Regions from separate parts of the Mus musculus genome. Here region 2 is linked to region 1. The links are chromatin contacts, called in public HiChIP or PLAC-seq maps. All regions are on one chromosome and are shown on one strand. Each heading gives the region's core, a stretch centred on a gene start, on an enhancer-like site or on the middle of the called end of the contact. The rest is flanking DNA. Distances are from core to core; before and after follow the strand shown.

Evidence for each region. HiChIP or PLAC-seq counts read pairs in DNA pulled down with a chosen protein or histone mark.
Region 2: an HNF4G HiChIP or PLAC-seq map of pancreatic cancer cells shows a contact between it and region 1. The contact joins the promoter of Sipa1l3 here to the promoter of Ggn in region 1. A contact is called at or near these places in 9 of 39 promoter capture datasets (the 3T3-L1 cell line, the C10 cell line, frontonasal cranial neural crest and 4 more), 1 of 15 datasets of contacts at CTCF or cohesin (embryonic stem cells), 8 of 484 Hi-C or Micro-C datasets (the Ba/F3 cell line, Sertoli cells, Th1 cells and 4 more), 6 of 115 datasets of contacts at active chromatin or transcription factors (bone marrow-derived macrophages, embryonic midbrain, extraembryonic endoderm stem cells and 2 more) and 4 of 9 other capture datasets (adipose tissue, embryonic stem cells, liver and 1 more).

Annotation. Positions count from the first base shown.
Region 1 is chr7:29,167,874-29,174,174 of GRCm38.p6, forward strand. It overlaps Ggn (gametogenetin), which reads left to right and starts at 2,337. Exons shown (of 3, transcript NM_001358852.1): 1 at 2,337-2,568; 2 at 3,305-5,227; 3 at 5,883-6,060. The coding sequence starts at 3,324. The coding sequence ends at 6,000. It overlaps Spred3 (sprouty-related EVH1 domain containing 3), which reads right to left and starts at 774. Exons shown (of 6, transcript NM_182927.3): 1 at 647-774; 2 at 1-100. The coding sequence starts at 96.
Region 2 is chr7:29,502,576-29,508,876 of GRCm38.p6, forward strand. It overlaps Sipa1l3 (signal-induced proliferation-associated 1 like 3), which reads right to left and starts at 2,885. Exons shown (of 23, transcript NM_001081028.1): 1 at 2,719-2,885; 2 at 1,276-1,340.

The sequences.
Region 1 (6,301 bases), core at 1,087-3,586:
ACATACGCTCACCTGGCTGAGGCCCCCGCCCCCCACAGGCAGCCAGCCCCCACTGGAGTCATCTCGGGCCATCACCACGGCTCGGACCCGCACCATGTACCTGGAGGAGGTGGGGAGGACAGAAACAACACAGGCCGTGAACTCAAATCTTGTTCCCGGTTTGAGCGTTCTCCCTAACCCTGCCCTCGTCTTTTATCCCTTACCTCTGGATTTACCTCACCCTCAAGCCACCAGTACACCCACCCCTTGCCCACTTTCTTCTATCATGGCTTCTTTCTTCTTAGTGACATCTTGCCCACCATCCTTTTTCGTATCTACCTTTTCTCGCCATCCCCACCTCTTCAGCACCTTCCCTTATCTCCACCCCCTTAGCCTGGGTTTGCCACTTCCCCTCCCCCTACAGCTCATCCCCCTCAACCCCAGTCTCCTTCCCTCTCATCACAAACCCATAGCCCCACCCATTGTCCCCTCTCACAGCTGGATTCCTGCGCATATATATTTTCTCTGGACTCATCAACTCAGCTTCAGTGCCCCCAACACTGCCTCCGCACCCTAGTCACCCAGGCCACTAACTGGGTGAGAAACCTGGCTTCTCTCCCCCCCCCCCCTTCCCGGATTTATGAATGAGACCGGATGCAAAGCTCACTGAGTCACCCAGCAACCAGGAGATGGGCAGGGAGCAGAGAGAGAACCAGAAATGGCCAGAAAGAGAGGCCGAGAAGGAGATGGAGGCAGAGAAAACCAGCAACCGGAGACCGAAAAGATACAAGGAGCATTTCATTCACAAAAATCAAGGCTGCTCCGGTTGGTCTCAGTTGAGGGAAGCCAAGAGAGATGGGAGGGGAGATAATGATCCAGCCCCTCACCCCCCCGCCCCCCGCCATCCTTCAGAAACATTTTACCCCGCCCCCAGTTTAGGGGATGTAGCCCTCCGCCCAGCAATCAGGATTACCATTCAGCCCCACTGTCCCAGGCTCATGGAGCATGAAGTCCCAACCTTATGAGCCCAGGCAACGAGTTCTAGCCCCCTCCCCCACCTGCAGGATGTCGGGTTTCCCCAGCCGTTCAGGAGGGGAAGGGGCGGCCACAGCGCCCCCAGCCCCCTTTTCTCAATGGGATGGGATTTTGTGAATGAGCAGTCACGTGACACTGCTTCCTTTGTCCGCCCGCCTCCCCCAACAACAGGTGAAGCGGGGAAAGAGGGCTGGGGTCCCCCCCAAAGGCCTAGCTGAGATAGGGCACTGAGATCTTGGGGTGTCCTATGCTCCCACACATCTATTTTCCCGGGGAGAGTAGTCATCAGAGTTCCTCAATGGCGAGGGTCCACGACAGAATTTTGTGAATGGGGCATCCTCGGAAGAAGTCCAGGACCCCCAAATGGAGATTGGCACCCCAAATGGCTACCGCGTAGTTTGGTGCCCCCACCCCTCTTGTTCTCCCAGCTTGTGTCCGCAGGGTGCAAGGGTGGGCAGAGGATTACAGATGCGATCCAGGCTGCCCCCTCACCCTGGCAGGCAGTCTCGTCAGCCCCCCGCCCCCTCGCCACTCTGGGCACCTGCCTGGGAGGCTCCGGCCGGGCTCCGAGCGGCGGCGACGCGGCCTCCTCCTCCTCCTCCTCCTCCTCCTCCTCTTCTCTCCCGCTCCCTCACTGGCTCCGGCGGCGCTGGAGACGGGCACCGGGAGCCGGGGCGAGGGGGGAGGGAGGGGGAACCTGGAAGATGTGTGTGGGGGAGGGGGCGGCTTGGGGGAGGGGTAGAAGCAAGGCAGGCGTACATGCCCGCTGGGTCCTAGAGCCCGGCTAGGGCTACAACGAACATCTATAGCCCCCATTTTCTCGGGACCCAGAAGGGAATCCCCACTTTTCCACTTATCTGAACGGTTGGTCCCTGATGATATGAGAAGGGAACAGAAATAGACCCTGGTCCCAAGGTTCTAGAGAGAAGGTGGTCCACGGTCAGGGCTCTGAATGGGAGGGGCGGGATGCCTGGCAGGGTTCGAAAAGGGGAGGGGCCTGGGAGCCTGAGTAAGGAAGGAGGTTTGGACGCTGAAGGAACTGAGAGGGTGCGTCACGGAAGGGGCGGGCGGGTGGACCTTCTGAGCCATCCCAGGAAAGACAGGGTCTTAGAAAGAGATGCTGCCTGGACTTAGCAAGGCGGAGCTTGGACATAAATTTCCTTAGTGACAGGTCAAATAAGAGGCTCAAAAGGAGGAGCTATGTAGCAAGTGTTTGCCATGGGTGGGGGTCCGGGGAGGGGCTTAAGAGAGAGGGGTGTGGCATTATAAAGGGGTGGGGCTTAATGAGAAGGGGCCTGCCTACCCACTATGAAGAGTTTTCTGTATTTTTCTAAGGGTGATCCAGGTTTGAAGGGCTGCACTCAAGCTGGCTTGCAGGGGGCAGGGCCTCGAGCTCGGGGCGGGGCCTAGATCTCGGGGGTCGTCCTCGCTGTCTCGCCCACTTGCCTTCACCCGCACACCCGTTCTTTTCGGTTATTTTCTGCTACGGCCGTTCCCCGCCCTGCCTTGGGCCCACGGGGCAGTGATCTGATCTTTGGTCGGCTGGAGGAGTCGGTGAGTTGGGTCCACTTAAGAGGCGGAGCTGGGCGGAGCTTTAGGAAAGGGGTGGAGCCTAAGTTAAGATCTGTCACAAACGCCAAGCGGGAAAAGTTTAAGAGGCTTGAGGATTTGTTGCTGGCTAGGAAGAGGGAGGGATCCAAATGATCGACACAGAGAGACGGTGGGTGATCGGAGGGTTAGGACTGAAGGACTAGGGAACTAATTAGATCACAGTCCCAGGTATTTGTTAGGCAGAGACGGACCTGATCCGGGGCGGTGAGGGGCGAGGATATGGCCGGATTCTTGACAATCAGGAGCGACTAGAGAATGGGGCGGGGCCTGGTTAGACTAGTGTTGAAAGAGAAGCGTGAATTCATTGTTGGCTATTGGGCATAACCATCATTACCCATGTGGTTTGAAACTTTCAACAGAGAGGCTGGCGAGACTGACTCCTGGAGCCTGGAGATCCCGGGAGTGGCAAAAGTGTTAGGGATGTGATCCAAGGGATCAGGGTTGGCGCCTTTGTACACTAAGAAGTTAGGTTCGAAGAGTAAGAACTGCAGCCTTGAGACCATGGGGAAGGGGGCGTGACCATGGCGAATCGGAGAACTGAAGACTTAAGAGCCGGGGGCTGAGATAATATTGGAGGACAGGGCAGACCAATGCAGACAGGGGCAGTCCAAGAACAGCCTGAGCCGTGGAGTCCCCGCAGAACCCGCCGACTGACTGGTGAAAGTTTTTTTAACCACAGTCCCCGACCTTCTTCAAAAATGGGGAACGTGCAGTCGGAGCCGTCCGCGGGCGGGGGTTCCCGAAAAGAGCAGGCCTCAGACCGCGCCTCCGACTCCCGCAGGACGCCTCTAGTGGAGCCCGAGGTGACCCCCTCATCCCCTGCCATGCGCCTGGCTCGAGGGCTGGGCGTCTGGTTCCCTGGCAGTTCCGGGCCCCCGGGACTCCTGATACCCCCGGAGCCCCAGGCCTCATCCTCGCCCCTGCCCCTGACCTTAGAACTGCCCTCGCCAGTGACACCCCCTCCAGAGGAGGCGGCTGCGGTCTCCACACCACCCCCGCCCCCCGTGGGGACCCTGCTGCCTGCGCCATCTAAGTGGCGAAAACCCACGGGCACTTCAGTGCCTCGGATCCGCGGTCTTCTGGAGGCGAGCCATCGTGGTCAGGGTGACCCTCCAAGCCTCCGCCCGCTGCCACCGCTGCCCCGGCAACTGACCGAAAAAGACCCGGTCCTGAGGGCCCCAGCCCCACCTCCGACGCCCCTGGAACCTCGGAAACAACTACCGCCAGCACCATCAACTTGCGATCCGCAGCCCCTGAGCCGCAGAATCACTCTGGCCTCGTCGGCCACAAGCCCCACAGAAAGTCAGGTCAGACACAGCAGCGAGGGTCAGGCGGCCGGGGGAGCCCACGGAGGGGTACCTCCCCAAGCTGGAGAGGGCGAAATGGCTCGGTCTGCTACTTCCGAGTCTGGCCTGAGTCTGCTGTGTAAAGTCACCTTCAAGTCGGGGCCCCATTTGTCCCCCACATCGGCCTCGGGTCCCTTAGCAGCCAAAGCCTCACCCGGGGCCGGTGGTGGCGGACTGTTTGCCTCTTCTGGGGCCATCTCCTATGCTGAGGTCCTGAAGCAAGGGCCCCAACCTCCTGGAGCCACTCGTCCCTTGGGAGAGGTCCCTCCTGGAGCCACTCGTCCCTTGGGAGAGGTCCCTCGTGCAGCTCAGGAAACCGAGGGTGGTGACGGAGATGGCGAAGGGTGTTCTGGTCCCCCTTCGGTGCCTGCTCCCCTTGCCCGGGCTCTACCGCCGCCCCCTTACACCACCTTCCCAGGTTCAAAGCCCAAATTCGACTGGGTGAGCCCTCCTGATGGCACTGAACGGCATTTCCGATTCAATGGGGCTGTCGGGGGAATCGGGGCACCCCGACGGCGCACGACCACGCTCTCAGGGCCTTGGGGATCCCCTCCACCCAGGTCAGGTCAGACACATCCATCTTCAGGGCCTCGGAGGCCCACACCTGCCTTGTTGGCACCACCCATGTTCATCTTCCCAGCGCCAAACAATGGCGAGCCTGTTCGCCCAGTGCCTCCAAGTCCACAGCAGATACCTCCTCTGCCGCCACCACCACCCACGCCACCAGCCACGCCACCACCGGCGCCACCACCCACACCACAGCCACCAGCGCTCCCAAGGACGCCGATACTGGTGGCCCGTCCGCCGACCCCAGGCCCTGGCCACTTAGAGTCAGCCTTGGCTCCCACCCCTCCCTCCACTTTATCCCCAACTGCAGCTGCCGACCAGGTCCCAGCTGCAACTCCAGCCACAGTCACATCCCAAGTTCCAGCAACCGCCACCGCTGAGCTGTCACCGCCAATGCCCCAACCCAAGACTCGTACACGCAGGAACAAAGGTCCCCGAGCGGCCCGGGGTGTTATCCGTGAAGAAGGGACTTCTGGAGATGGCCCTCGAGAACCGAATACGGCTCCGGTGACTGACAGCAGCAGTGGAGGGGGTGGCGGTGGTAGCAACGGAACCTCCACAGCTGGGGCCTCTAACAAGGGAACAGCAAGGCACTGGCCGCCTTTCGAGGTGCTTAATTCCTGTCCCTGCAAGTGCTACTGCCGCCATCAACGTCGTCACCGTCGGCTGCCACGCAACGTGTCTGCCTGGTGAGGGAGATTGGGGAGTTGGAAGGAGAGGGCACACTCCAAGTCCTGCACCTATTTAACCTGGATGGAATAAGATTACACGCTTTGGCGTCTTAACCATAGGCTGACCCACAAGTTACCTGGACCTTAACTTAGCTGAGCCCTAGGAGCCTTGGCCCTTTCCTGGCCTTAGCTCAACCTCTTGGTATTCTGGATGCCAAGCTGACCCTGGGTCTTTATTATCTTAGCCTTCCTGCTGGCCTGACCCTAGTCACTGCCTTGACTCCATCCCTGAGGGCAGGAAAGATGGTTTATCAGAGATGGGGAAAGGAAACAACTGTGTTTCTGGGACCTGAGGGTGGATTAGTAAGCCTCCAATTTGCCTGGTCCCATTGAAACTCCCAGTGCCCGTACCCCATTACAACCCTCCCACCCACTTGAGACCAAGGCTTTGGCCCCTTTGCCACCTCTGCTACTATACTAAGCCCCTGGATTTGGTTGCCAGGCCTGGTTACAGACAAAACCTCCTCTGGGGGCTTAGACTCACACTCCTTCCCATTCTATATGGATGTACCTCTGCCCCTGAATGCCCTTGGGAACCTATGGCAGGACAGCCTTCAGGGGGAAGTGAAGCCACAGACGACACAAGACAGACCCTGTCAATTCACCTTCTCAGGCTGAGCACACCTACCAACCACCTGAGCGAGCCACCGTGGGTGGCCACTGTCAAGCTGGCTGGCTCCCTAGTAGCGGGCCTGGAGCACTACGACTTGCAGGCCACCCATTCTACCTGAGTGCGACTGCCCAACCCCCTCGGCCTCACCCTCCTCGCCAATAAAGTACCCAGTCTACAAGTTGCCTAACTGCCTGTCCATTACCACTTGAGGTGGCTGGTCCAGGACTGGGGTATTCTTCATTCTATTAGTGCTGTGGCTGAGCCAAGGTCATGGGTCACTTTGGATCAGCAGTGAGGACAACCAACTGGACAGGTGGCTTGGCTAGACTTGGACAGTTTCCCAAGAACTTCAAAGCAAGAAACCGGCTAGTGGGCCTGTCTAGTCTAAATTACAATGTTGGCTCAAGGGGGCCAGACTG
Region 2 (6,301 bases), core at 1,635-4,134, 340 kb after region 1:
CCCCTAGTGAGGGGCTGGGGGCGTGGCTCAGTGGTAGAGCCCCTGCCTAGAATCCTCCAGTGAGAGGCTGGGGGCGTGGCTCAGTGGTAGAGCCCCTGCCTAGAATCCCCTAGTGAGGGGCTGGGGGCGTGGCTTGGTAGTAGAAGATATGCTAGGATGAAATGTAAAATATTTTTTAGATTTTTATTTAATGTGTATGAATTTTTTGCCTGCATATATGTGTGTGCACCACATGTGTTCCTGGTACCCACAGAGGCTAGGAGAGGGCATCAGAGCTCCCAGATTTAACGATGGTTGTGAGCCACAATGTAGGTGCTGGGAACTAAACCAAAGTCCTCTGCAAGAGCAGCAAGTGCTCTTAAGCAACTGAGCATCTCTCAGCCCCCTTTCCTTTATTTTCCTTTTTCCTCCCTCTCTCCCTTCCTCCTTCCCTCCCTCCCTCCCTCTCTTCCTTTCAATATGGTTTTTTGAGACAGGCTTTCTCTGTGTAACCCTGGCTGTCCTGGATCTCACTCCATAGACCAAGCTGGCCTCTAACTCAGGGATCTGCCTGCCTCTGCCTCCTGGGACTAAAAACATGTGCCACCACTACCTGACCATCTTCTTTTTCTTTTAAAAAAGAGCGAATCAGAGGAATATTGATTCAGAAATATTTCCATATGGTACTGCTGTGTGAAAGCAAAACTCATGAAAATAAAGACCGTACTATCCCTAATGGAGCAACACTGTTCCCTGGAGCACTATAGAACCATGGAGAAAAGACCCATGATAAGATATGGGAAGACGCTGACAAGGGAGGGTGCTGCTTACAGGTCAGGTAAGGAGGAAAGGGGAGAAAGAAGAGCCTAGAAAGTGGGGGTGGGGGCAGACTGAAAATACTCAAGAACGTAACATAATGTCATCTCCTGAACACTTACCCTCCCACTGTCTTCTCTCCAGGAGTCTTCTGGCACACTAGATATCACCTGGCCTCTCTTTAACGTCTCGCTTACACAGACACTATCAATTAGCACCATCTTCCAGAAAAGGCAACTAAAGCCCAGAATTCAGGCAGTGAGGGACTCACACATTACAAGACATGGCTTTTCCTCAACTTCCCTCAAAGTGATACTCCTTGGAGCTCAGGGAACAGTGACCTGTTGCCATGGCAGCCTTCCACACTGCAACAGGCTCTGGAGGGTGAAGGGCACATGACTGTCACATGGCAACAGTGGGCCCGTGAGGTGCCTCAGAGCTTGGGGCTGCTGGAGAAGCCTGAGAGGGAGGACCACTGACCTGGCTCCCTGGAGCGCCTCGGGGAAGCCTGCCTGGGATATTTTTACAGCACCAGTCGCTGCTACCTGGAGCCAGAAACAGAGAGCGTGTCAGTTACAACACAGTCTGATTCCTTCAACTCACTGGTTAATTAAAACCTGCTCAGCGCACAGCAAGAGTTATTGCCTACTAAAGCAGAGGAGAGGATAAACCAAGGCTGGTCAGGTCACTCTTATCTCCCCTGCCTTCCTGCCACAGAAACCTGGAGCTATGTCACCTTTCCAATACATAGCAGGCACGCACAAATCCTCTCTTACTGAGATTACCCCACTATTCTCTAATTCGCTGGTACCACACTTTCTCTGTCATGCCATGTGCCCAAAATGCCCAAATGAGCCACTGTCAGCTTCCAGGCTGTGACGCCTGAAGGGATTGGGGGCCAGGAAGCCAGCAGCTTGAGGCTGACAGACCCCAAGAATGGCTGCATGACCACAGAGAGACCAGAGAGAGAGGTGACAGGTCACACCAACCACTGCCATGGCTTCCTGGAAACGCTGGTGGCACTCTAGTCAGTCCCAAGTGAGAACAGCTAGCCGTCCATCCACCAATGGGCCATCTAGTAGCATAAATTCATTCATGTCATAACTGAAGCTGCACCCCACCCCACCCCCGCTACAGGCTAGGCACTGTTCTAGAAGGACCAAGGCCTGGCCTGCGCTCCCAGGAAGCCAACAGTTGAGATGCAGGTGGAAGAAAAATCCAGCGAAGGAGGTGGCTCCAGGGTGACTGAGAGGAAGGCACCCTGGGTTGGGAACATCTGAGCAGAGACTTGAGGAGGGGGTGGCTTTGGAAGGCTAGTCCTGAGAACGGCTACGTGAGTGTGGGAAGGCAGGTGGACATGCCACCCCAACTACATCCACAGGCAGAGGACACAGCCAGGGAGAGGCCAGAGCAGGGAGCAAGGGGCCTGAGCTGCAGTCCACAGGCGCAGGGTCAGAGGAGCTGGGGCACTTGGCATGACAACTCAGTGGGTACTACCACTACTTCCTGTTTCCCCCAAAAGAGGAAACTGAGGCCCAGGAGGGTACAGGATTTACCAAGACCACACAGCATACATACTGGGCTGGGGCACCACAGCCCCTGGTAACAAAGTCTGCAGACAGCAGGGGCTCAGCTACAGTCATCTATTCTTTCCCTGGGAGTCCGTGGCCTCCATCTTCTCATTTGCTCAACACTGGGCCAACCTTTCTTCAGGTTAGGAACAGATAGGTAAACACTTCACAAGAGAAGAGGGGGTGAGAGAGAGAGAGAGGGAGAGAGAGGAAGGGAGGGAGGGAGGGAGGGAGCGAGGGAGGGGGAGAGAGAGAGAGAGAGAGAGAGAAGCTAGCTTTCCCTCAAAGAAGAATCAGATTATTAACTTTCTCTGGAAGGTGCTACCGAAGTGAGGAGACATCGCTCACCTACCAGGAGTCCCGGAACACAGCCGTGATCACACTCCAGGAAGGTGGCTACTAGGTTGGCCCCAGGTGTGGCTCCTGTCCCAGGTTTTCCCTAGGCAAGAGCCACCTGCCCCAGCTCCCTAGGCCGACCTGGGGTGGTGCCTCCTCCTGCGCTGTGGGTGTCTGGAATGCGGAAATAGGAACCAGCAGTGCCAGCTTCTAACGACTTATTCAGTGGCCTTCAGGCCACGCCAGCTTACCGGAGTTCCCCTGAGATGGCTGCTCTCTGCACACAGGCACATCCCCAAAGAGCCAGTTCTGCCAATATTCCCTTTGGGGAAGGGAAATAACAGGATTCCTTACTCATCAGACACGTGGTCTTGGGTCTGAATGAGTTTGGGAGAAAGCTCGGAGGTAACAAAGCCTGCCTGTTACAGGCCACCTGCTCGGTGCTGAGCCAGGGCTGGATCAGCGCCACAGCATCCCTGCCCTAAGCCCCGCAGCTTCATTCACAACCTTCCTACCCACAGGTGGGCCCCTCACCTCTGCAGACAGTGCCGGCTGCAGAGGCTGGAGGCTTAATGATTAAACCTTGTGGCAGACTCTTCCACCCAGCCTTGGAAGCACAGCTCTGGGAGGGTGCTGCTCTAAACACTACAGTCTCTCCAGGGCCTTTAAGTCGGAACTACGGTCACGCCTATTTTACAGATAGTGTTGAACAGAAGTCACAGGACGGAGGTCACATAGCAAGTGGGGGTTCAACCCAAGCAGTATATCTCAAGAGTCCAGCTTTTGACTGTTATGCGAATATGCCCTTGTGAAGAGTCTAGTGTCCACCCTGGGAGAGAAAGCCAGTGAGGTCATGGCTCTGGCCCATCAAACACTCAGTAACAGATGGAGCTCAATAGCTTATGACTATGATCTTCGAATTGGAAAAGTCAGACAGGATTTCAAGGTCATTCAAAGCTGCATAGTGAGTTCAGGGACCAACCTGAGCTACAGGAGGCTGTCACAAAACAAAAAAACAAACAGAAAAACAAAAACAACAACAACAACAACAACAAAACCCAAAGAACAACCAAAACAGTTCCATGACTCTCAGCTGTGTTATCACAGGCTGCTCACACCTGGGCCTTCAAAATGGAAAACACCTGGCTCACAGTTACAGCCTAAACTCCAGACTTAACCTCCAGACGTCTGATGGCAAAGTACAGACTCCCAGGTGTGATGCACCTGCCTGTACGCCCTGCATTTGGGAGACTGAGGCAAGAGGAACTGCTGCAATAAGGCCAGACTGGCTATCAGCATCAAACCCTGGCTCAGAAGAGCCAAATGAAGCCGGGCAGTGGTGGCACACACCTTTAATCCCAGCACTTGGGAGGCAGAGGCAGGAGGATTTCTGAGTTCGAGGCCAGCCTGGTCTACAGAGTGAGTTCCAGGATAGCCAGGACTGCACAGAGAAACCCTGTCTCGAAAAAACAAGCAAACAAACAAACACACACATACAAAAAAAAAAAAAAAAAAAAACCCCGAAGAGCCAAATTAAAACTCTTACTATCATCTTTATCAAACTGCGGTAAACCAGAACCAAGATGCTCTTGCCTGCAGGGAGCTCTCAGTCACCTGAGAACAATCTGGCAAAACAAAAGAAAACAACCAAAGGAAATTGCAACAAGCAGATTCCCGTGCCCTCAAGGGGCACTGGCTGTGAGTCGGGCATGTCGCATGATTTCACAAGCTTCAATCCCCCCACAACCTACCTGCTCTACCTTGCAGACAGGGAAATGGAGGTCATTGGGCTAACCCAAGACCAATACAGGGCCCAGTAGGACCCAGGACTTGCACACAGGTTAAGTCACATTTCTCAGGCCCTCCGCAGTCTCCCAGGGCAACCACTGTCCACAGGTGGTCAGAGGAAAAATTCTGCCCGTAAGAGGAATGTCGCTTTCATAGATGGTTGGGGACTGGGCCAGAACCACCGGAGTTCACAATTTTGAGCTAGCAACCTACACCTGACTTACATCCTCCCCTTCTGTCCACCCCACAGCCCTCCATGGTCCTCAGAGTCAAGCCTCTGTGAGAAGGATCTTGCTCAGGAGTGGGAGGGAGCAGGGGGAACCCCAGGTGGTGCCAAGCAGGGTGAGCTCTCAAAAAGCATGCACACAGGGCTGGTGAGATGGCTCAGTGGCTAAGAACACTGACTGCTCTTCCAAAGGTCCTGAGTTCAAATCCCAGCAACCACATGGTGGCTCACAACCACCCGTAATGAGATCTGACGCCCTCTTCTGGTGTCTGAAGACAGCTACAGTGTACTTATGTATAACAGTAAATAAACATCTAAAAAAATAAATAAATAAAGGATGCACAGACCTCCAGTGTTGTGCCCAACTTGGGAGTCCCTGCACTTTCAGACAAAATGTTTGGTAGCTGACACAATGAAGGGGTGCTAGGGTACAGGGACTATGATTATGCACACAGCTAAGCAGCTGAGTAATTACAAATCTTAGAAGTGCCACAGGAACAGCACAATGCAGGATATTGTGGTTCTGCTGCTCCGCACCTCTACAGGCGACCCGCACACACTCTTGTGTGCTCCTGAGCGGTGCTGTGAGTTTACTCCCATGGCCTCTGGCCTGGCCTCTGAGCGGCACAGACAGGGTTATTTGTGTTAGGTTATTTGTCCCAGTGCTACTACAAAAGACCTAAGAGGAACCAGGAGGCAGGGCATAAAAGCAAGGTTCTTCTCTCTTAAAGGGACACATAGGTGTCCCTTAACTACTGCTGGATAGGGTGTGCCAACTGGAGCTACACAGGGAGCTAGGGATCATGAGAGGTGCACAGCCGATAGCAGAGTGACACAAAGGACTGGGACTGGGTCCTTTTTGAAGAGCTACTGTCAACCCTTGCAGAGACCTGTGGGATTCTTTGTTATCTAAATCTCCTTTCCAGACTTCCTACAAGTTTCAACATGTGTTTTCTGGGCACGAACCCTGGTAGCTCCTGGGGGACTGTTGAAAATCCAAATGTTCACTCACACTGGACCTGGAGCACAGAGCTTTCTGGGATTTTGCAGGCCTGAGAGCTGTGCAAGGGCACGCAGAGGGCTGAAAAGTTACTGAACATCATTCCCAGGCCCTCTGACACCCCCCACCCCCCGTGAGTTATTTAAATTCTACAAAGGGAATAAGTAGATTAGCTGAAGGGGTCACTGGGAGGCTTGGCTTAGGTTAGTTATTGCAGGTAAAGTATCTCACTCATACCATGTCTGGCACACATTAGACACCAAAACTTGTCTTTGCTACTGCTGCCATTACCGTCATCATTACTGTCAGCAGCCAAAGGCACACCGACCGAGGCAACTTCTGGCCCAGGTCTTCCAAGGCGGGGCCCCGCCTCTTTTACATTTATCTTCCACCCAGGAGTCAGTCCTTTTGGGGATCCTTGAGGACTTCTGACTATCTTTTTGGTCAGTATAAGGGTGTGGCAAATGGGAGGGGCCAAAGGGCTTTCTTCCTAGGCCTCGTCCCAAGCCACTTCCTCTCCACTGCTGCCCCAGCACATACCACCATGGGACTCCAAACTCAGGAACCAAGATGAAAAGAAGGCTG